Regions from separate parts of the Mus musculus genome. Here region 2 is linked to region 1. Evidence: chromatin contacts called from public promoter capture Hi-C data. All regions are on one chromosome and are shown on one strand. Each heading gives the region's core, a stretch centred on a gene start, on an enhancer-like site or on the middle of the called end of the contact. The rest is flanking DNA. Distances are from core to core; before and after follow the strand shown.

The links. Promoter capture Hi-C pulls out the DNA fragments that hold promoters and counts their contacts.
Region 2: a promoter capture Hi-C map of neural stem cells shows a contact between it and region 1. The contact joins the enhancer-like site here to the promoter of Dscaml1 in region 1. A contact is called at or near these places in 14 of 39 promoter capture datasets (cranial neural crest, embryonic stem cells, frontonasal cranial neural crest and 8 more), 5 of 15 datasets of contacts at CTCF or cohesin (embryonic stem cells, hippocampal excitatory neurons, large pre-B cells and 2 more), 14 of 484 Hi-C or Micro-C datasets (cerebellum, cerebral cortex, cortical neurons and 9 more), 18 of 115 datasets of contacts at active chromatin or transcription factors (SST interneurons, astrocytes, craniofacial prominence and 10 more) and 3 of 9 other capture datasets (adipose tissue, embryonic stem cells and liver).

What each region holds. Positions count from the first base shown.
Region 1 is chr9:45,427,793-45,433,754 of GRCm38.p6, reverse strand. Dscaml1 (DS cell adhesion molecule like 1) reads right to left here and starts at 3,402. Exons shown (of 33, transcript NM_001081270.2): 1 at 3,243-3,402. The coding sequence starts at 3,288. 4833428L15Rik (RIKEN cDNA 4833428L15 gene) reads left to right here and starts at 2,523. Exons shown (of 5, transcript NR_040732.1): 1 at 2,523-2,610.
Region 2 is chr9:45,796,344-45,802,305 of GRCm38.p6, reverse strand. Cep164 (centrosomal protein 164) reads left to right here. Exons shown (of 30, transcript NM_001081373.3): 7 at 764-841. Among named protein-coding and RNA genes, the nearest start is that of Cep164, 29 kb to the left of the region's middle. Within about 2 kb of position 3,550, at least 59 of the 459 cell types and tissues checked have an H3K27ac peak or open chromatin away from gene starts, as enhancers often do. A contact at or near this core is called in SST interneurons, astrocytes, cerebellum and 4 more, where this site is marked.

The DNA of each region.
Region 1 (5,962 bases), core at 2,153-4,652:
ATGTATTAAGGCAGCTGGTGTTGATGCCCAGGAAAAGGAGGCATCTGAAAGGCTCGGTGGGTATCATGGCACTTGCTTTTCCCTTCATCTTATCCTAGCAGCCAGGGTCCTGGCCCACCCTTTTCCTCCTCCCAGATACTCACTGGTCCTTTGCCTACCCCCACCCCCAAGTTGTTCTTGCCACTTCGAGATTTTAAAAACATGCCCCCAGTAAACCCCCCTTTTTAATTAGACACTGAACGGAATGCTAGAGATTTTCTTAATGGCCTGACAAAGGCTTTTAATTTGGTCTTCTCCAGAGAGAGGAACCCTGAGTCTCCATCGGAGAGGTTGGGGTGGGAAATGAAAAAATCAATGCAACCCATTATTTTGGCTTTTAGAAAACAGGAATTTTAGTGCCGAGGAAGCTTGTTCTTTTACACAGTAAAAATGCAAATTCGGGCAACACAGATGCTGGCACGCTGGATGTAACAACAGAGAGAGCCTCACTGGGGTTCATCTGGCTGCCCAGACCTGGATTTGTTTTGGCAATAATAAGGCAGTTATTGGAGACTCGATAACCGATTATTAAAACACCTTCCTGGTTTAGTTCTGGGGAAACAGGCTGAGCTCGGGCTTCGTCAAAAAAAAAAAAAAAAAAAAAAAGGTATTTTGAGAGGAATGGAAATAACAGAAGCTTAAAACACATTCAATAACTGCTTAATTCCATCCAGAGGACGCTCCATCTCCTCCTGTTTTCTTCTCTCTGCCTGCCGCCTCCCGCTCCTCACAGATGGACGTACAAATTATTGCAAGAGGATATTGTTTTCTGTAACAGGCTGGAACATTCGCATTTACATTTTCCTTGGTGCCGCGGGGGTGACTGGCAACGAGAGAGAAATAAACCACGCCCCATCTTTCTTGCTTTCCCCACATTACGTCTTCCCCCCTCCCCAGCCGCCTCCACCACCCACCTACCATGCCACCCCAAGCAGAACAGGCCCCTGGGGATCAGCCTGGCACCTAAGACCCAATTAAGGCACCAAGGAAAAGATAGGCCTGTCTGGCAAGGCTGCCTGGCGCCCAGCACAGATGCTGGTGCTCTGAATGGCAAGGGAGCCAAGGATCTGCAGACCCAAAGGCCACCCAGGGCCGCCATACCTGGTAACTCCTGTCTACCCACAAGACCTAGTTGTGGCAACTTCCTGCCTGCGTAGGAGAGGGCTCTGCCCCTCCAGCTGTTGCCCTGTGGCCTTCTGGGCCTTTCTCCACCCCCACCCCCATCTGCTCCTTCCCTATCAAATAACTGGGGCTTCATTTATTAATGCAGCGCTCCTGGGTGGGGGTGGGTGCAGTCCTGCAGGTATTTGTGAAGGAGGCTGCAGGGCTGAGAAATGGGCTGTTCCTGGGAGCAAGGTTAGGGACAAAGCAACTGAGTGTGGCCACAGCTCTGGTCCGTGTTCCTTGCCTGACAAATGGAAAAGGGAAGGGGGTTGGAGTGAGAGCTATGGAGAGAGAAAGCCGCTCCTCACCTTATGTATATTTAATATTAACGTAATTAAAGCTGTGAGCCAAACCAGCCTGCCAGGGTGGAGGGAAGCAGGAAGAGCCCCAAGAAAGAAAATTGGTGTGTGTGGTGTGTGTGTGTGTGTGTGTGTGTGTGTGTGTGTGTGTGTGGTGTGTACTGGAAGCAGGAGGCAAGATTGTTGCTCTCAGGTGGGATGAAGAGGTCAGATTAGGAGTCCAGGGGGGCAAGGAGTTAAGCAAGCAAGTCTAGCCTTGGTGTGTTACCCGGTGGCCCCCTTGGCCTGAGAAAGTCCATTACTTTGCTCACCATTTGAGGCCACCCGCTACCCAGCACCCGTATCTTCTGGACAGAATCCCAGTGGACTAGGCCATCAGACTGGCTCTGAGTAGGCCATCAGACTGGCTCTGACCCGGCCATAGCACTAATAAGGGCTAGGTTCCTCCTTTAATCTACCGAGCATTGCTTTGGGCTCTGGCAGGTTACAAACTCCGTACATCTCCAGGCATTAGCAGAGGACTAGACCCCTCCCCCGGGCTCTTGGCTGTCCTTCTCCATTGCCTAGAGGGGCAAGAATTATTATTGGACCAGGCCAACCCATGCAAAGGGGGCGAAAGGAGAAGCTGCCCTCTGGGCGCGAAGGAGAAAAGTTAGAGGCTTGAGCAGGTAAAGCCGAGAAGCGTCTGTGCTCTACAGCGCAAGGGCGCGGAGTTCGGCCGCCTCCTCTCCCTCCTGCCATCTGCGCGCCCGGGGGCACGTCCTCTACCACAGCCTAGAAGCTCAACTGCCCGCGCTGCCCAAGTGTCGATTTGGTGCCCAGATTGCTAACCATCGAAAATGCCTGCTTTTTGCCAACCCCTCAGTCCCGGCTGCCTCTCAGATCAGGTGCACGGAACCCCGGGAGCAGGTCTGGACATGCCGGACACCTGGACCCACCCCTAGCAACCTTTTCTCTCCCGGGAAAGGGACACGCCCCCCAGTCTGAACACTTGTCCCCAGGTCCAGCAGGCCAAGCGCCGGAGCGGAGAGTCTTGCACCTTGGGGCGCGCTGCCTAAGGTGGTCAGGGAGACGCAGAGAAGCCGGAGCCAGCGCCTGGGGTACAGGGGTGAGACATAGGTGATGGCGACTCTTGGGTCTGAAGAACAAACTTGGTGTCCGAGGGAACCCCCACCCCTGGGGACCCCTAGCTCCCCAGCCCTGCACCCAGCCAGGCGCGGATAAGCGCCATGCGGTGCGCCGGCATTTGCGCCAGGGCGGGGGTCGAGGGCGGTCGAGGGGCGCACGAAGCTACGGCAGGAGTGATCTTCCCTAGGTCCAAGGACCCAAATACCGAGGGCTCCCGGATGAAGTCTCAGTCCGAGGACCACCTGGCTCGCAGGGCACCCCGGGGTCCCAGCTCCAGCAAGCCGCGGGAGCGGGCTGGGGGCTGGGGGAGGGGGCCAGGGCAGAACTAAAGCTGGGCTGCGATGGGAAAACCAGGGGTTCCTTTGCCACCGCCCCCCACGGGCGCGCCCCTAAACGGCAGGCGCAGGGGGGCTGGCAAGCGGTCCCAGGCTGACTCTCACCAGACCCTTCTCTCGGAACCGCCCCAGCTCTCGCGCCCACCCAGCGCCATGCACCCGAGTGGGTCCAGCACTCGGGCACCTGGAGCCCACTGGGCACCGCACCTTGCCTCCAGCCGCGCGCATCCCAGCCCCGCCGCCTCCACCGCCCAGCCGCCGGCAGCGCGGGTCTCACCTTTGTGTAAAGAGTCCAGGAGCAGGAGGAAAGTTACCAGCCACATGCCATAAAGAGGCCCTATTCTCCGGGGAGGTGGTCCTGTGGCCGGCCGTGCGGCAGCGCCTCTCCCCCGCTCAGCGCGCTCCCAGCCGCCCGCACTCGGCGCCCCGCTCTCTCTGCTCCTCAGCCCAGCGCGCGGCGGCGGCTCCTCCCTCCTCGGCTCCCCGGCTCCTGTCATCCACGGGGCTGGGCTAGGCGGCCGCTTTCCCCGCCCCAGCCCCCCGCGACACCCCGGGGTGGTGAGTGCTACTCCAGCCCCAGCCTGGGGTCACTTAGTCCCACAAGCTTAGGGGACAGAGGTGGGGACCCTGACCAGACAGTCTCGATCCTGCTCCTCTGGTCGAGAGAGGAGAGGGGTCCCTGTAACTCGCAGGCTTTTGAGCCTATGGTCGCACAGAGGCATATGTCATACATGTGCTAAGAGTCTGCCATGTAAGGGGAAAAGAACACGGGTTTTTCGCCCGGCCGGTCATTCAAAGCCATTGCTGGCTGTTTCTTTTGGACTCAGTTTCCCTCCACGAATGGGAGAGCATAGGTGCTCTGAGTAACATCTGGGCTAAAAATCTTTGAAGACATTTGGTACTCTATATCTCAATGCCCAATCGTACGTGTTGCTCCCAAACCCTTAGTCACTTCTGCAAGTCAGCTTCCTGGAGAAGCTGTCTCAGACCACCCATCCCCAGCACTGTCCAAATATACACTAGAACCTAATACTTAAAAAAAAAAAAGCCAGTCATTTACAATGCACAGATAATGCCTGTTCTATGTGTGCTTTGTCCCTCTCTCCCTAACCTCCCCCCACCACACCCCCCGCGCCCCTGCACACACACCATCACAGCTTCCTCGCCTTGCAGAATCTGTCTGGTCAAGACAAAGTGAGGAGAGTGCCTTATCAGCCACCAAATGGAAGCCTAGCACAGCTGAGCTCTGAGACAGGCACCATGTCATGCCTGACTCTGACGTGGAAGGCTGATGTGGTGAAAGTCTTCTTTTGTCTTAATTCTCAAATAAGAGGCCACACAGGTTCCAGAGAAGGGGTCCAGCTAACCCGAAGATACACTAGGTGCCAGCACAGAACTCTCCATGCAAATAGCCACCTGTTTTGACCTGGCTTTCTGTGAGGCATAGTAGGAAAGGTGGGAGAAGCTGGGAGCTGCGGTTCTGTCTCCTCCAGATGTCTCACCCAAGTTCAGGCGAAGAACCAGGTTTTCTCATTCACAGGTTTTGCCAAAATATGTCTAACGTTTTAAACTAAAATTTGAAAGCTGTGCTTTTTTTTTAAATGGAAAGATCCGTAAAGTGTGAAATTGCCGTTTTAACCAGTTTTAAATTTGTGTGTGTGGTGTGTGTACAGGTCTCCGTGGGTGCAGGTGCATGTGTATGCATGTGTGTGTGGAGACACTGGTCCATGTCAGGTGATTTTCCCCCTATAGATCTCTCTTCACTTTATATTTTGAAACAGGGTCTCTCTCACTTAAACCTGGAGAGCCAAACTCAGCGCTCCCTGCTTACACAGCAAGCATTTTACAAACTGAGCTCTCTCCCGCCCTCATTTTAGCCATCGGTTAAGCTTACTACTACTAAGTAAAGCCCCAATGTTGTCCAACCATTATCGTGTCCCATGTCCAGATTTTTTCCCCCATCAAACTAAGCAGAAGCTCCTCATGCCACTTTCCAGTCTCTGGAACCTCCCCTCCCCTCAGTCTCTGGAACCTCCCCTCCCCTCAGTCTCTGGAACCTCCCCTCCCCCCAGTCTCTGGAACCTCCCCTCAGTCTCTGGAACCCCCCTCAGTCTCTGGAACCCCTCCTCAGTCTCTGGAACCTCCCCTCAGTCTCTGGAACCTCCCCTCAGTCTCTGGAACCGCCCCCCCTCAGTCTCTGGAACCTCCCCCCCCCCAGTCTCTGGAACCTCCCTTCCCCCTCAGTCTCTGGAACCTAACCCTCCCCCAGTCTCTGGAACCTCCCTTCCCCCTCAGTCTCTGGAACCTAACCCTCCCCCAGTCTCTGGAACCTCCCCTCCCCTCAGTCTCTGGACCCCCCCCCAATCTATGGAACCTTCTCTCAGTCTCTGGAACCTCCCCTCAGTCTCTGGAATCCCCCCCCCAGTCTCTGGAACCTTCTCTCAGTCTCTGGAACCTCCCCTCAGTCTCTGGAACCCCTCCTCAGTCTCTGGAACCTCCCCTCCCCCAGTCTCTGGAACCTCCCCTCCCCTCAGTCTCTGGAACCCCCCCCCCAGTCTCTGGAACCTTCTCTCAGTCTCTGGAACCCCTCCTCAGTCTCTGGAACCTCCCCTCAGTCTCTGGAACCTTCTCTCAGTCTCTGGAACCTCCCCTCAGTCTCTGGAACCTCCCCTCAGTCTCTGGAACCTTCTCTCAGTCTCTGGAACCGTCCCTTGACCTCTGTCTCTGTGCACTTGACTAGTCTAGCTGCTTCATAGTGAGTGGAAAGCATAGATAGCCCTTTGCTCCTTTCCTGTCTGCCTTAGCGCATCTTTTCAAGGTTTAACCATGTTACAGCACGTGGCAGAACTGCATTCCTCTTTACGGTTGAATAGTACTCTATTGTGTGTCTACACAACACTTGTTTATTCATTCATCCATCAAATGCATGCTTGGGTTGACTCCACTTTTGATTCTTGTGAATGACTATGCTATCAGCACATTTGTAAGAACAACTCC
Region 2 (5,962 bases), core at 2,301-4,800, 370 kb before region 1:
GTGTGTGCATCTGCCCCACGTACCGTTCACGCACTCTTCTGTTGGTGGTACATGGGTTGGTTCTGTCTTTGGCTAACCTCCAAGCCACCCCTCCCCCAACCATTTTAAAAATTAAGTAAAAGTGATATTTCCACCCGATAACGTCCTTTCTTGACCAGTCTGTATACATCTCAGGTCTGATCTGGAGAACACAACATACTTGCTTGGCCCTTTTGCTCACTGGATAATGGGCTACTTAGTGAGACTTTAGTGGAAGGCCTGCCTGTAGTCCTTCAAAGCCTTGCCAGGGTACCCCCACTCTCCTCCGCATGCCCTCACACTGGACTGGCCAGTTCCTTTAGGCTTATCACTTGGTGACACAATCTAGAGTTGTCTGAGAAGAGGGGACCCCGGTCGAGAAAAATGCTTCCATAAGAGTGGCCTGTAGGCAAGCCTGTGGAACAGTTTCTTAATTAGTGATTAATGTGCGTCCAGCACATTCCAGGCAGTGCTGTCCCTGAACAGCTGTCCTGGGCTTTGTAAGAAAGCAGGCTGAGCAAGGCAGGAGGAGCAAGCCAGTGAGCAGCACCCCTCCACGGCCTCTGCCTTAGTTTTCGCCTCTAGTCCCTTCGGTTCCTGAGTTCCTTCAGTCAGAGAGCATGACCTGAGAGCTGTAAGCTGAAATGAACCCTCTGTCCCGAAGTTGCTTCTGGTCATGGACCCCATCACTTCCATGGAAACCCTGACTAAGACCTTAACTGAGCTCAGCTGTTTTTCCTCACAGAGTGTCCGGAGCTCCAGTGAACTTCTCAAGAACCTACATCTGGACCTTGGTGCCCTGGGAGGTAACTTTGAGTACGAGGTAAGAGCCTGAGGCCCTGCTGTTAAATGCCTCGGGCAGTACCTTTTCTTTCCTTTGGAAGAAGCTTTTGCAGTCTGCTGAGCACATTTAGAAAGGGAACTGGTCCAGCTGGGTCTGCCCAGGATTTCTGGGGTCCAGGGAATCCATTCATTTTTTTCAGCTATCAGATGACCAGTTCTTGGAAGTCCACGAATTAGCAGGTGCCTTGAGCATAATGAGACATGCATGCTTATGGCCCTTCCCCTCCTTGCACACTGCATGGAGAAGAGATTTCTTGTCTAGACATCAGGCAAACTTGCTGGAAGAGGTGGCATTTGCCCTGGGTTTTGAAGAAAAGCTGTTTTAGACAGGGGATAGTCTAGGTAAACGAACAGCCCAAGCAAAGATTTAAGGGTAGAAAAAGGCGTATGGGTAGGAGTAGCTTCAGGAACACGCTTCCACACGCCCGTCCTGTCTCTGCGGTCTGGCCTGGGCTGTCGCCAGCATCTTCTTCAGGGAGAGCACTCGGGCAGTCCATCTCGTCATGTCCTCAGACGCAGAACCTTGGTGCATGCTTTGGAGCCTGGACCAGAAATCATATGAACATCTACTGTATATTCTCTGTCTAGTGTCTGATTGATGAATATTAATCAATTAACAGTTCTCTAAATAGTCCTAAAATATTTGTTATAAGCAGTGAATCATGAAGTTGCAAGTTAGATTCATGCAGACATTTAAATACCGACTGCAAGGTCTAAGCAGCAGACAGGCATTATACAGTACGTTTTTATTAGTGCTGTCCACACCTTAAACTCAAAATGACCTTTACATCATTAGGATGACCACAAAGCCAGCCAGAAAAGCAAAGGTGCCCCCCTGCCGAATTGTAATTGGTTTCATTACCACCCCCATTCTGTGTGTACGTGTGACTGTGTATGTTACACGTGTATGTTTGCTGGAACATATGCTCCGGTCCACATGGGGGCCAGAGGAGGACCTTGGGTGTTCTGCTCTGTCACTCTGCCTAATTATTCCATCAAGATAGTTCTCTCACTGAACCTGGCTCTAGACTGGCAGCCAGCGTGCCCCAGGGGCCTTCCTGTGCCCTCCTCCCACAGTGCCGGGTTACGGGTGCATGGCCACACCTAACTTATTACACTTGGGAACTCAGGCTGCACAGCAAGCACTCTTACCCTCCAAGGCATCTCCTCAGCCTCTACCACCATCATCATCATCACCACCATCATCATCATCACCCCCCCCCCCCCATCATCATTTGTTTGTTTGTTTGTTTTGAGACAGGGTTTCTCTGAGTAGTCTTGGCTGTCGTGGAATTCGCTCTGTAGACCACGATAGCCTTGAACTCAGAGATCCACCTGCCTCTGCCTTCCGAGTGCTAGGATTAAAGGCAAGCACCACCACAGCCAGGTCCTTTTTTTTTTTTTAATTGCATTTTAATTTATTCGTCTGTACATGTGGAGGTTGGAGGACAACTTGCTGGAGTCAGTTTTCTCCTTCCATGCAGGTCCTGGGGCTTGAACTCAGGTTGCCAAGCTGGGCAACAAGTGCCTAAACCCACTGAGCCATCCTCCTGACCCGATCTCTTACTACTTCTGATGCCCATTTCTTGGTACTCACCACCCCTTGGAGGCCAGGATGTTTGTTTGAGTCTGCACGCTGGCTGACAGGCTATATCTGGATTTGTACCTGAGTGCTCACTCTGGGTACCACTTCATAATAAAACTTTGCTCATTATCCCAGAGTTTCTCCGGCCTTTTGGTTCCGCACAGTCAGATATGTTTTGATTGTGACTTTAACACCTTCTGCCAAACGCAGCACTTTCCCCAACTGTCCCATCTGTAGCTCCAATCTGATACATGTCTGCCTTGAAACCGTTCCTTCTGAGCGAGAGCTGGTCTGCCTGAGTCAGGAATCCATCCGGTTTGACTCTCTGACTGACGAGTGGACTCAAAGCAGATGCTCCTTTTGCACCTGGGTGGATGTCTGTCACCAGGAGAAGGGCTCAGGAAGTGTTTGCAGGAGGGTAGTCTCTGCAGGGGGCTGAACCCGGGCATATTGGTGCTGCACGATTTATGTCTGTACACCCAGCACCCAGCCCACTCACTGCCTGGGGCACAGGTCGTGCTTGGCTGTGCTTTGTGTAACTGCTGAAGGAATGGAGTGGAGGGGACCCAGACAGGCTGGACGGTGTTTTCTCCTTCTCTTAGCTTTCTCAGCTTCTGGGTTCAGTAGGTGTTTGTCCCTAACCATCGGCTGGTGTATTGCAGTTCCACTGTAGCTTGATCGTGATGGCTTCTTAAAGGCTTACAGATGTCAGCCAGGGAAGGTGTTCTCTCCTTTGACGTGATCTGGACTTCTGACATTTTCCCTTGAATGGTGGTGGGGGAGTGGGAGCTTTTTAGACATTTGAGTGGCTTGCTCGGCACCACAGTGTTGCGGGGAAACGTGTAGTAGGTGATAGACTGTCTTCAGTCCTCTGCCACATGGGGGTGTTGGAGTCCTATATTCAAACCTCAGGTAGGTATTAGGGCTTTTTCATGGGGGAGATGTTAGTGGTGGAGATAAGTGTAGGTTTCTCGGCAGGCAAAACTGCCTCCACTTGGGCATTGCTTTTGAAAATAGCTTTAGTCCCAGTGTGCAGTCTTGCCCCGCCCCTCACAGCTCCTGTTACAGCCTCACGCTGCCCTGTGTCATTTTGCTCTTACTTCCATGAGAGGGCAGTAGGATGGTAAGAATGCAGCCCAGGCTCCCACCGCGGCCTTCCAGCCCAAACCCATCGCTAGTCTGTTACTAAAAGGGAAAGGTTCACAGAACCCACACCAGGGCTTTCCTTCAGGCCCGGGGAGGCAGAGGGTGGTGAGCAGGCGGTATGTGGTCATGTGGTGCTGATGAAAAGCCATCAGCTATCAAAGGAGAGGGAGGGAGCCTTGGCTTAGAAATCACAGGATGATGTCAGTGTGATTGGAAAGTGCTAACTGTACCCGGGGAGCTGTGCAAAGAACTGAGACCCAATGAATGGGCACCAGACCTGGAAAATAAGCCTGACCTGTCAAGGCAACCTCTCCGATCCCCTGTTATTCTCCTCCTGACCTGTGTGGCTCATTGGAGCCCGTACCTCGGGGCTCTGGGCAGGTGAGGGGGTGGGACCGTATCCTGGGGAGCGTCATGACTTTTGAAAAGTGTTAGCTATTCATGAGCTGGTTCTGACAGTCACTGCTCTTCACCCCTTCCTTGCGCAGATGGTGAAGTCTTGAAATACGCTGTGAGATGCAAAAGGGACCTGGGACTGTGGCAGGGAAGGTTGGGAGTTTGAGCATGAGAGACATGGAGTAGAGCTGTGCACCCACAAAGCCCGGAGCAGGAGCCTGTACCCAGGTGCCTGGAGTTTGCATACAGCTGGGGGCTTCAGGTCCTAGGCCTGGTGATGTGCCAAGGAGCAGGGGCTGGGTGAACAGGGACAACATAGAGTCAGGTGAGGTAATAGCTTTCCTGCATCCTTTTGTAGATGATAGACAACCAGTGTTTAACTTCCCCTGCCTTCTCCACCCATTTCTGGCCATCCTAGTGATGTAGTCAGTAGATGTGGATACAGGGCAAGGCCGTTTATTTTATCTTATTAAGGCCATTTACTTTAGTGATTGCCCTATTTCAGCAATTTTACGTTTCAGTAGGCAGACTGAGATCATCCAGTCACGTGGAAATCTTCCTTTTGGGGGAGGAAGGGATGCTGAAGGTGATAAGCTGGGGCCTTCTGCCTTAAGCACACACCCTACCTGTGCGCTGTGCTCCAAGCGGCAAGCCATCCTTTGAAGGGTTTAAGTTTGAGAATTGCCTAGATGAAGCTCAAGATTCTTGTAGACGTGTTCTCTCCAGTGTGAGTATGGGAACCTAGGGCAGATGGCTCAATGGTTAAAAATCACTTGCTGTTTTTCCCAAGGACCACTGGGGGTTGGTTCCCAGAACCCACATCAGCAACCGCACAAGCTCACAACTGCTTGTAATTCCAGCAGATCTTATGCCCTCTTCTGGCCCCCCTAGGTACTTATACACACAGGTCACACACAGACAGGCACACATGAATAAAACCAATTTAAAAAAAAGACGTATGTTTTTAAGGAAAGAAAAAAGAATGATACTCAAGCTCTATCTGTTATCCTCTCCTTCTTTTGTCTCCCCATCAGTTTTGGGAATGGAGCCAGTGTCAGACGTACTAGGCATTTGCTATACTCCTGAGCTGCTCCCAGCCAGGGATACCCTTTGAGGGTTTGTTTGTTTTTTGGATTAATTAATCAATTAACCAATTAATTAATGTGCCCATTCATTTATCCATTTATTTGTCTGTTTGCTTATTTATTTGTTTATTCACTCATTTATTTACTTATTGAGACAGTGTCTCACAGTGTTGCTTGACTGACTATGTAGACCAAGCTGGCCTTGAAGTCACAGAAATCTGCCTGCCTGTCTGTGCCTCTGGAGAGCTGGGATTAGAGGCGTGTGCCACCATACCCTGGTCACCCTCTGAGTTTTGATGGCCTACTTGCCTTTCTGTCATTTTGAGTAGTTAAGAGTTAATATTTCATTTCATAAGCACTGTAATGAAACAGTCTAATCCCGGTAAGACCTTGGCAATTATAGCCATTACATCTCCACTTGGGAGAGGAGGAGAGGAGACCTCAGTGCTTCCCACGGTCTCATGCGTGCATCCTTCTTGGCTTTGTAGTGTTTTTTTTGAGACAGTTCTTCTGTGTAGTTCAGGCTATACTAGAACTTGCTTTGTAGACCAGGTTGGTCTTGTATTCAGAGATCCACCTGCCTCTGGTGGGATTAAAGGCAAACTCCATCACCACTGGCAAGACACCAGCATTCTTAAAAAAGAAAGAAAGAAAGAAAGAAAGAAAGAAAGAAAGAAAGAAAGAAAGAAGCAAAACAAAACCCTAATAAGCTCTGTCAAGACTTTACTGACCATCCTTGTATTCTAGAAACTGGGTTCTGAGCTCAACCAGAAGTTCGTCTAGTGAGGAAAATAAACAAAGAAACCCACAACTATTATAGCTATTGTCATAGAGAGGCCCAGGGTCCAGGGACCAAAGACCAAGGAAGACTTCCTGGGAGAGATGATAC